Regions from separate parts of the Mus musculus genome. Here regions 1 and 3 are each linked to region 2. The links are chromatin contacts, called in public HiCAR-type and Micro-C maps. All regions are on one chromosome and are shown on one strand. The core of a region is the stretch at or near the end of the contact, and the rest is flanking DNA. Distances in the headings are between cores, read along the strand shown. Region 1 holds the start of Npffr2 (neuropeptide FF receptor 2). Region 2 holds the start of Cox18 (cytochrome c oxidase assembly protein 18). Region 3 holds the start of Cxcl3 (chemokine (C-X-C motif) ligand 3).

Region 1 (2,819 bases), core at 35-2,534, 700 kb after region 2:
TCTGAAATGCAGCTGGAAATCCTTATTGCGACGCAGAGGCATTTGCAAGCTTGCCTCCCCAACCCCACTCCAGAATCCAAGTTCAATAACAACTGCAGCACACTGCAGTAAGTTCTCCAGGCACAAACTGCTTGCTGGCTTAGGGTGAATTTGTGTCTGGTGAATTTGAATCTGTATACTCTACACATTTCAGGTTAATAACACCCAAGTTTTAATAGTAACACGTGCCTTTCAAGATAACGAAGTGTGCAGTGATGGCGATATTTTATTAAATCAGGCATCTGCAACAGTTCTTTTCTTTTCTTTTCTTTTCTTTTTTTTTTTTTTTTTTTTTTTTGGTTTTTTTTTTCGAGACAGGGTTTCTCTGTATAGCCCTGGCTGTCCTGGAACTCACTTTGTAGACCAGGCTGGCCTCGAACTCAGAAATCTACCTGCCTCTGCCTCCTGACTGCTGGGATTAAAGGCGTGCACCATCACGCCTGGCTTGCAACAGTTCTTAAGAGGAAAACTTAAAGTTTGCACGCTGTGGCCACTCAATTGTGCTATTGATAAATCTTATCTTTGAGCATTCTATGGAAATGTTGCAGATTCAGCTGTAACTTATGATGTTATTACTTTTTCCCAACTTATTTTCAATTGGTTCAAGCAAGAAACAAAAATATATCCTTCACAGCTCTTCACACATTGATTTGTTCATCCTTTCTCCTTATCAATTGCAAATGGCTTAGATATGTGCTATAAAGAAAATTCAGATACTCCGCTCAAAGAAATTTGAATATCTTGATTTAAAAGAAACCCTTTCATTGTTCACGTTATATTTAATATTGTTTAAAATGAATGTTTGAAATATCGCCATCCTGGCTGGAGAGAAATGAGAAGTAAATGTATTTTTGTGCCTTGGTTCTAATTACAGGAGAGTGTTTTCCTCTACTTCATTACCAGACCCCTCAAGGTCCCAGGACTGCACTGCACTGCTTGCTGATTTGACACAAAAGAAATCCCATCAATGTCTTCACTTAGCCCCGTGTGTTGTCCTGCGCACATTATAGTTTTCCTGGCGAACCCAGCCACACAAACCAAGCCTGGTCCAGAAAGACCACTGCTAAGCATCATCTTGGTGAAGCAAAGGAACTGCGAAGGACATTTTTGTTAGCATCTCCAAGGAGATCCACTTACCTTCCTAAGGAGATTCAACAAGTTTGCCAGTGTTCACCTGGAGAGAGGTTGGGGAACTTCGAGGATGAGAAAGAACCGCCATTCGCCATCCTAGCCAGGTCCCATCTCTCTGAAGAACTCAGACGCCCAGGGGGAGGGGCGGAGCAGCGCAGGGAAACCCCCAGGATAAACTTTGGCCTGGGACCAGACCAAAGCTCCTGGGATAGTATCCAGAGAGCTCAAGGAGCCTAAAAGGCTCTAGGGAAAGGCCAAGAGTAAAACGGAGAATTCATGTCACGGAGACTAGTGGTGACCCTGAGAAGGGAAATCCCACCCATGCCAAGAGCCCAGGCAGTCTCCCCCGTGCCCTCACCTGTTCCTGGGCAAGGACAGATTCCCAACCCTGTTGAAAGCAGAAGCCAAGCGGAGCCTGAGCAACAGGTTCTGTCTGGTTCGCGGGCTCTGCTCTACCAGGTGACCTAGGTGCGACTGGCTAGCCACTTCCCTCTGCAGCGGGGCTGACGCCGGCGGGCTCTGCACTCTCCGCTCTTGCTGCACTCTCAGAACTGCACTGGTCGGTCAGCTGCTGGTTAGTCACAGCGCAGCTACTCTCAGCCTGCTTAGGGGCGGCTGGGTAGCTTGTGAATTCAGAATCTCTGCGCTGCAAAAGAAGGGAAGCTGCTCTGATTACTGCCTCCTGGGAAGGCTTGCCTTGTTTAATCCTCTAGGTGTCTGTTTCTTTTTGCTGCAAAAAGACAACTGGTGATAATCTTAGTAGGTTCTTTAAGAACTAAACGGATAGCCACCCTTAAGTATGCCAGAATGGTCGTGGTACATATTAATCATTCGTTGATTTTTGTTAAGTTCTCATAACAGCGAGAATTCCATTTTAGATTACAAATGAATCCTCACCTCCACTGCTCTCTTTGTCCTCGTAGCTTGAAAGACCTCACTGAGGTTCTGGAAGTGTGGATTCTCATAGCCACCAATAGGGACAAGGAGAGCCCTGCGGTGACGCTAACACAATTTCTTCGAAGTTGCAAATGACTAAGAGAAGTCACGCTTAAAATAGGATGTATTAATTCAGAGATTCACAGGGTGAATGAAAAAGTTAAAGACTCTTTCAAGGAGTGGCAAGGGTACGATCAAGGGGATCAAGGGGATCAAGGATGCGAGTCTGGTCCGGGTAAGACACTAACAGCTATGAGAAGCCATAGGGAATTCTCCATCCACAAAGCACCACGGCTTTTGTGCAAGATCATGGGGGTGGCGTTTCAATCACACTAGAGGCTGCCAGTAAAGGAATACTTGGTTGGGGAGTAATAGTCTTCTCTCTCTCTCTCTCTCTCTCTCTCTCTCTCTCTCTCTCTCTCTCTCTCTCTCCAGTCCTCCCTTCCTCCCTCCCTCTTTGCCCCCCCATCGCTCTCTCTTTGCATGCCCTGTGTGTATTTCTGTGTATGTGTGTGTGTGTGTATTTCTGTGTGTGTGTTTCTCTTTCTCTCTCTCTCTCTCTCTCTCTCTCTCTCTCTCTCTCTCTCTCTCTCTCTCTGTGTGTGTGTGTGTGTGTGTGTGTGTGTGTGTTTACATCCCAATTGTGAGTAAATTGAGAGTCCAGGTAGAAATAAGTAAGACTTTACAAGTTCAAGATCAGGGTCTGAGAGAAT
Region 2 (2,806 bases), core at 92-2,591:
ATGCAGGTGTGCAGTTTTATCAGAAGAGGTTGTCAGTTACCTGTAGCTGTAGAAAAAAATTGTTAAAGATTTTAATAACTGCTTGAAATTTTTGGTTTAGGGTTTGTGAACAATAGATCTACAAATAACAGGCTTATTTATTACACATAATAAATTTACCTACTTTCCCAGTGTTGAGAATTAATTCTAGGTTCTCATGTATGGTAAGTTGGGACTTGGGGGAGTTGTTTTTAAGTAACTTCTCTGGCTTAAGGCCATCTTGGAAGGGCCTACTGGATATTAACAGTTTTATGGAAATACGGTGGTTTCTTAAACTAGCAAGAGATAAGTGAGCTGTTTTTAAAAGGGATTATGCTATGGGAACTAAAGGCAGGTTACCCAAGTTTCAGAAAATACGCTATCTGACAGCTTTGGTAGGTGTTCAATAAAGTAGAGGACAGTGTCCACAGTTTGGCTTTACCAAACATGGGAGAGGTTTCTAAAAACTCAATTCACTTTGGCCTACCCTAGGAGTGGGCACTTCGTTGTTCCATTTATTTTCTGTTGACAGGAACACGAATGTGAAAAACACACAGTTGTTAAAAGCCCTGTGCATTCCATTTAACCGTTGAAGCAAAATTGTGCTGTTGATGGAATTCATTTTGTAAAATGAAAAATAGTATTTTTCCCTGCTCCTTATTATGATGGTGATTCTTCTTCTTATTTATTTATTTCGTTTTTTTCTTTTCTTTTTTTTTTTTTGGTTTTTCGAGACAGGGTTTCTCTTTATAGCCCTGGCTGTCCTGGAACTCACTCAGTAGACCAGGCTGGCCTCGAACTCAGAAATTCGCCTGCCTCTGCCTCCCAAGTGCTGGGATTAAAGGCGTGCGCCACCACTCGGCATTTCTGCATTCTGTTTATAAAGGAATACAGAATGCTAACCGGAACAGATAAAGACATTTAGGTCTTATTATAAAGTAGAGCTGCCTAGGGGGATAAAGGACGCAGACTTAACACTGACCGAGCCAGAAACACTATTCCCAAAGTAGGTGTTTCAGCAGTGCGTAGAGAAAACGGAGATAGATGCTGCGCGCCTTGGGCGGAAACAGCCGAGTCACAAAAAGTACTCAAGCCACAATTTCCTTGAGTGGAAACTGAAACTCAACAGCAAGGCAGTTTGCTCGCCCCGCCTACCCCTGCAGTTCCGGTTCCCGCTCTGAACTCCACCCCAGCAAGGAAAGGAGTTAAGAGAGCCTCAAGCGGCTCATTGCCGCGTGGGAAAGGCGGAGTCTTACGTCATCTCTAGCGCGACACTGGACAGGGCTTTCGGCTGGGAAGGTCAGGCGTGGCCTCGGGTTCGCGCATGCGCGCAACCTCCTGGTGCTAGTGCTCTAGTTGGCCGCCCGCTCCGTGTAACCATGCTGTGCCGGTCGTGTGCCGGGTGGCTCAGGTCGCTGCCCACCCTGCGGCTCCCGGCACCGGGATCACCGCCCGCCTGGAGCAGCGCGCGGCTCCCAGCCCTTCCGGTATGGGCAGCCGCTTCGGTGTCTGCGGCCTCTCCAGGTGGCTGGTATGAGGCCCTGGCAGCGTCGGCGCCGGTGCGCACCGCGGAGGAAGTGCTGCTGGGCGCGCAGGAGGCTACCGGCCTCCCCTGGTGGAGCAACATCATACTCAGCACCGTTGCCCTGCGCGGTGCTGTCACTCTGCCCCTGGCCGCCTATCAGCACTACATCCTGGCTAAGGTGAGGGGCGTCGGTCCCCGTGCTGCCTGCCTGCTAGTGTTAACATGGAGGCTAAAATAATTTAGTTAGCATTGCATGTTAAATGATGGTTGGTGACTCGAGTACCTTCCAGTTCACCCGACCTACCAAGTATTTATTCGAAATACAAGTGCCTCCCAAATGTTCGGTTGAGACCAATATTCAGAAGAAATGGCACGGAGGAACCTGAAACATTAGGGTCATAAACATTTTAAGAGTCTGCAGCATCATTTGTCACTATTGATACTGCTCTTTATTACTAGAAAGGTATCACTAAGTTAGCAGTTTCCAGACATGAATTCTTCCTCTGGGCCTACCACCTACTACCCTGTATCTGATGGATTGAAACTTCGAGTTGGCTTTTTAGGAACTCTGTTCAGTGGAATTGGTATAACGTTACCTCCCCCATGGCTGTGCCTGGGGGTGGGGGTGGGGTAAGTCAAGATTTTAATTTGAGTCACAGAGGATTGCCAGGAAGGGAGCAGCAGCATTGAGCCAGGAAGCATTCACAGTGAGGTGTTAACACTGGAATGCTGTTTTCTCTCTCCTGGGAAATGTAGGGATGGAACAGTAAGAACCAGGATGCAGTTTTCATTTACTCGAAATCCTATGGAGGAGGTGCTGTTAGATATGCTACATACTGGGAATCAGGATTTCAGGTTATGCACAGCCAGAAACAGAAAACATCAGGTACCCATAACCAAGAAGTTGCAGTTGGTTTAACTCAGTATGGTTGCCAAGATCACGCAGATAGATGTACAGGCAAGGAATTTAAATCTGGGGTCAAAGATACTTTAAGCAAACTAATATCTAATAGAGTTTTCTTAAATGTTTTCGATTACAAGTGTGATCAGTAAACAACATTTGTATATGGTCTAGGGAACAGAGACTAGAACTGTGAGTTTGGTTGTCCTGACCAAATGCTGAGTGGGGGAGGAAAGGGATTATGTGGTTTGTAGGTTATATAGTCTATTGTGGAGGCATTACAGAGCAGGGACAGCAGCAGAGTCCTTGGAGGAACACTGCTTACTGGCTTTTTATACAGCTCACGTTCACATGCCTGGGGC
Region 3 (2,905 bases), core at 29-2,528, 560 kb before region 2:
GGGTTTTCTGAGGACAGCCTGCCCTAAGGACCCTGGCCTGTGATGCCTGTGCCACAGAGCAAACACCTCAGGCTTGCGGATGCTCTCCTACAGGACAGAGATGAACAGGGGACCTGGGGTCTCAAAAAACGAAAGCTGTTGAAGCAGATTGTCTGTCACACCAGGTCTCACTTAACTTATGAAGCGCTACTATTTTTTTTTATTAAGTTTCAAGATAAAATTTCCAGAAAGAAATAGATAATAAGTTTTGATTATATATAATCAAAGTTTTGATATTACACACACACACACACACACACACACACACACACACACACACACACATATATATATATATATATATATATACTGAGCCACTGCAAAATCTCTGCTTTTCCTCACTAAATATTAAAAATTAGAACCTGTTTCCAAACACCACGGACCTGCTTTTTAGAACTAACTAGGATTGGGAGGCCAAGGCAGATGAGAATGTTCTAAAAAGCAGTGCTATCTCCCTCTTATGCGATAGAAAGAGGCTCCAGGTAGGGATAAAAGATCCTGGAAAAATCCTTCAGGCACCACAGTAGGCTAATTAATTATCAAAAACAATTATTATAATTGTAAAGATAATAATCACTATTGTAGTTCTGTGACTTTCCCTGATAAGATTCTCGAGAGATAGAAGCCAGTACTCTGATGAGGGTTATCACGTGCAAACAAAGCACCACTCACCTCTTCAGTATCTTCTTGATGATTATCTGAAGCCTGGGGCCTTGGGGGTTGAGGCAAACTTCTTGACCATCCTTGAGAGTGGCTCTGCACAGAGAAGTAGGGATCGTTATTAAGGCTCGAGGTTCTGCTGGGGTGAGCTTGGGGCCGCAGGAGCATCTGGGCTATTCTGGCCATGGTAGAGGCTATCCAGGGAGACACTCACATGACTTCTGTCTGGGTGCAGTGGGGTCCTGGGGGCGTCACCGTCAAGCTCTGGATGGTCTCAAAATCAACCCTTGGTAGGGTGTTCAGGCACTGACAGCGCAGCTCACTGGCCACAACAGCCCCTGTAGGAGAAGACACCGGGTCAGAGGGGCTGGGGATGGCTGCGCCCACCTGAGGCTTCCCCAGAAACATCAGCCTCGAATCCGAATCCCACCTGTAGCCTGGTGGTTGGTGGCCAGCAGCAGCAGCAGGACCAGTGCAGCACTGAGGAGCCGGCAGGTGGGAGGGGCCATGGCGCTAGGCTGGAGTGTGGCTGGAGTCTGGAGCGCGGGAGCTGGTGCGAAGGGCTGTGGTGAGATCTGGGGCTCCAGGGCCCTGCGAACCCCTTTTATACATGATGACTGGAAGAGCCCGAGCCCGGGCTGGGGAAATTCCCCCCGCAGCTCCAGGTCCCTGTCTCAGAAGGAAGATAGGGCCCCACCCCCGGGCTCTTGATGAGTGTGTAGAGGACACACGTGTGCTACTGGTTCCCTTCCTTCGCTTCTTGCCCACTGTGGGACCCTGAGATGAGTCCTGTCTCAAATGCCCCCTTTCCTACTCCCCATTCCACCCCACCCCACCACCAAGGACAGCAAGTGTGCCTGCGCTGGAGAAACATCCTGTGGGGTGACCTTTGGTGCAGAGACTCCAAAACACCGGAGCAAGAGGGAAGAGGTTGAAGGTAGAAATCCGCCACTGGGTGGCGAGAGGCCAATAGAGAAAAATAATGAAGTGACAGTTGTGGGTGAAGGCTTTGCAGCTCAGAAAGAGCTGGGAGACCTGAGGTTTGTACCCAGTCCTCTTGTGAATACATCCTTTCTGCCTCTGTCTTTATTGTTGTTTTCGGTGAGCTTTCAAAGCTAGAAACTTAGACACCTAATAATTTGTTTGATTTGTTGTATTTTGACATTTTCACACAAACACACACACACACACACACACACACAGAGAGAGAGAGAGAGAGAGAGAGAGAGATCCTGCCTCTATGCCATAATTCCTTCCATGAAAGAAAAATAAAATCTAACGTGTGTTCTCTGGGTTTTCTTTCACTCCGATTTCTTTCTTATTCGTTGACAAAAGCTATTAGTAACTGCCTTTAAGATGGAGAGGCATACCCTAGAGCAGAGCGTTCATGTCAAGGCCATAACCTCAGCATCTGAAACTCCTGATTGTGACTGCTGCTCAGAGAACACCACCAAACAAGAACCTTGGTCAAGGGTGAGGTGGTGTGCTGGAGAGTGCGCTAGACACTAAGGCTAAGAAGGTGTGCACTGTTAAGGCTAGTATGTGTACCCCAGTACTTTTCGCCTCCCCTTTCCTTCCCTACCCATCCCCAGGGCTCCAGTTCCTCACAGGAAACACACCCAAACGGCACCAGCTACTTATGGAGGTGGAAACGTGCCATTCTCAAGCTACGGTAAGTGTGGCTGACTTTTCAAAAAAAATGATTAAAGGATTGGTTGGTTGGCTGGCTGATTGACTGACTGATTGATTGATCGATTGATTGATTGAGGCAGGATCTCTCTATCCAACCTGGCTTGAAACTTACTGTACAGTCTAGGATGACCTTGAACTTGAGGTAGAATTGCTGGGCCACCCATTCAAGCACTGGTGTTACAGGCATTACAACACCTTATTTAACAATGTTGAAAAGTTATAAATTAAAACAGTTACTCAAAGATTTACTAAAAAATTGAAATGGCCATGTATATTCTACTGGAAGGTACACTTTTGCGCGCATGTGTGTGTGTGTGTGTGTTTCTTGGTGTCTGTGTGTGTTTGTATGTGTTTGTGTCTCTGTATGTGGTATGTTTGTGTGTGTCTTGTATGTGGTATGGTTGTGTGTATCTCATGTGTGGCGCATTTGTATACGTGTTTGTATGCATTTGTATGTGTGTCTGTATTATATGTGTCTGTTTGCGTGTGCATATGTCTGTATTTGTATCTGTGT

What was found. Hi-C and Micro-C count contacts between places; a contact is called where the count stands out from the background. HiCAR-type assays count read pairs that join an accessible place to other places.
Region 1: a HiCAR-type map of astrocytes shows a contact between it and region 2, with 4 times the contacts expected there. The contact joins the promoter of Npffr2 here to the promoter of Cox18 in region 2. A contact is called at or near these places in 6 of 39 promoter capture datasets (cranial neural crest, embryonic stem cells, frontonasal cranial neural crest and 3 more) and 2 of 115 datasets of contacts at active chromatin or transcription factors (astrocytes and bone marrow-derived macrophages).
Region 3: a Micro-C map of embryonic stem cells shows a contact between it and region 2, with 4 times the contacts expected there. The contact joins the promoter of Cxcl3 here to the promoter of Cox18 in region 2. A contact is called at or near these places in 9 of 39 promoter capture datasets (the 3T3-L1 cell line, 3T3-L1-derived adipocytes, the C10 cell line and 3 more), 8 of 484 Hi-C or Micro-C datasets (the Ba/F3 cell line, the G1E-ER4 cell line, embryonic stem cells and 1 more) and 2 of 115 datasets of contacts at active chromatin or transcription factors (embryonic stem cells and pancreatic cancer cells).

The regions. Positions count from the first base shown.
Region 1 is chr5:89,525,894-89,528,712 of GRCm38.p6, reverse strand. It overlaps Npffr2 (neuropeptide FF receptor 2), which reads right to left and starts at 1,284. Exons shown (of 4, transcript NM_133192.3): 1 at 1,177-1,284.
Region 2 is chr5:90,222,531-90,225,336 of GRCm38.p6, reverse strand. Cox18 (cytochrome c oxidase assembly protein 18) reads left to right here and starts at 1,341. Exons shown (of 6, transcript NM_001033310.3): 1 at 1,341-1,721. The coding sequence starts at 1,398.
Region 3 is chr5:90,784,474-90,787,378 of GRCm38.p6, reverse strand. It overlaps Cxcl3 (chemokine (C-X-C motif) ligand 3), which reads right to left and starts at 1,278. Exons shown (of 4, transcript NM_203320.3): 1 at 1,130-1,278; 2 at 914-1,037; 3 at 712-795. The coding sequence starts at 1,208.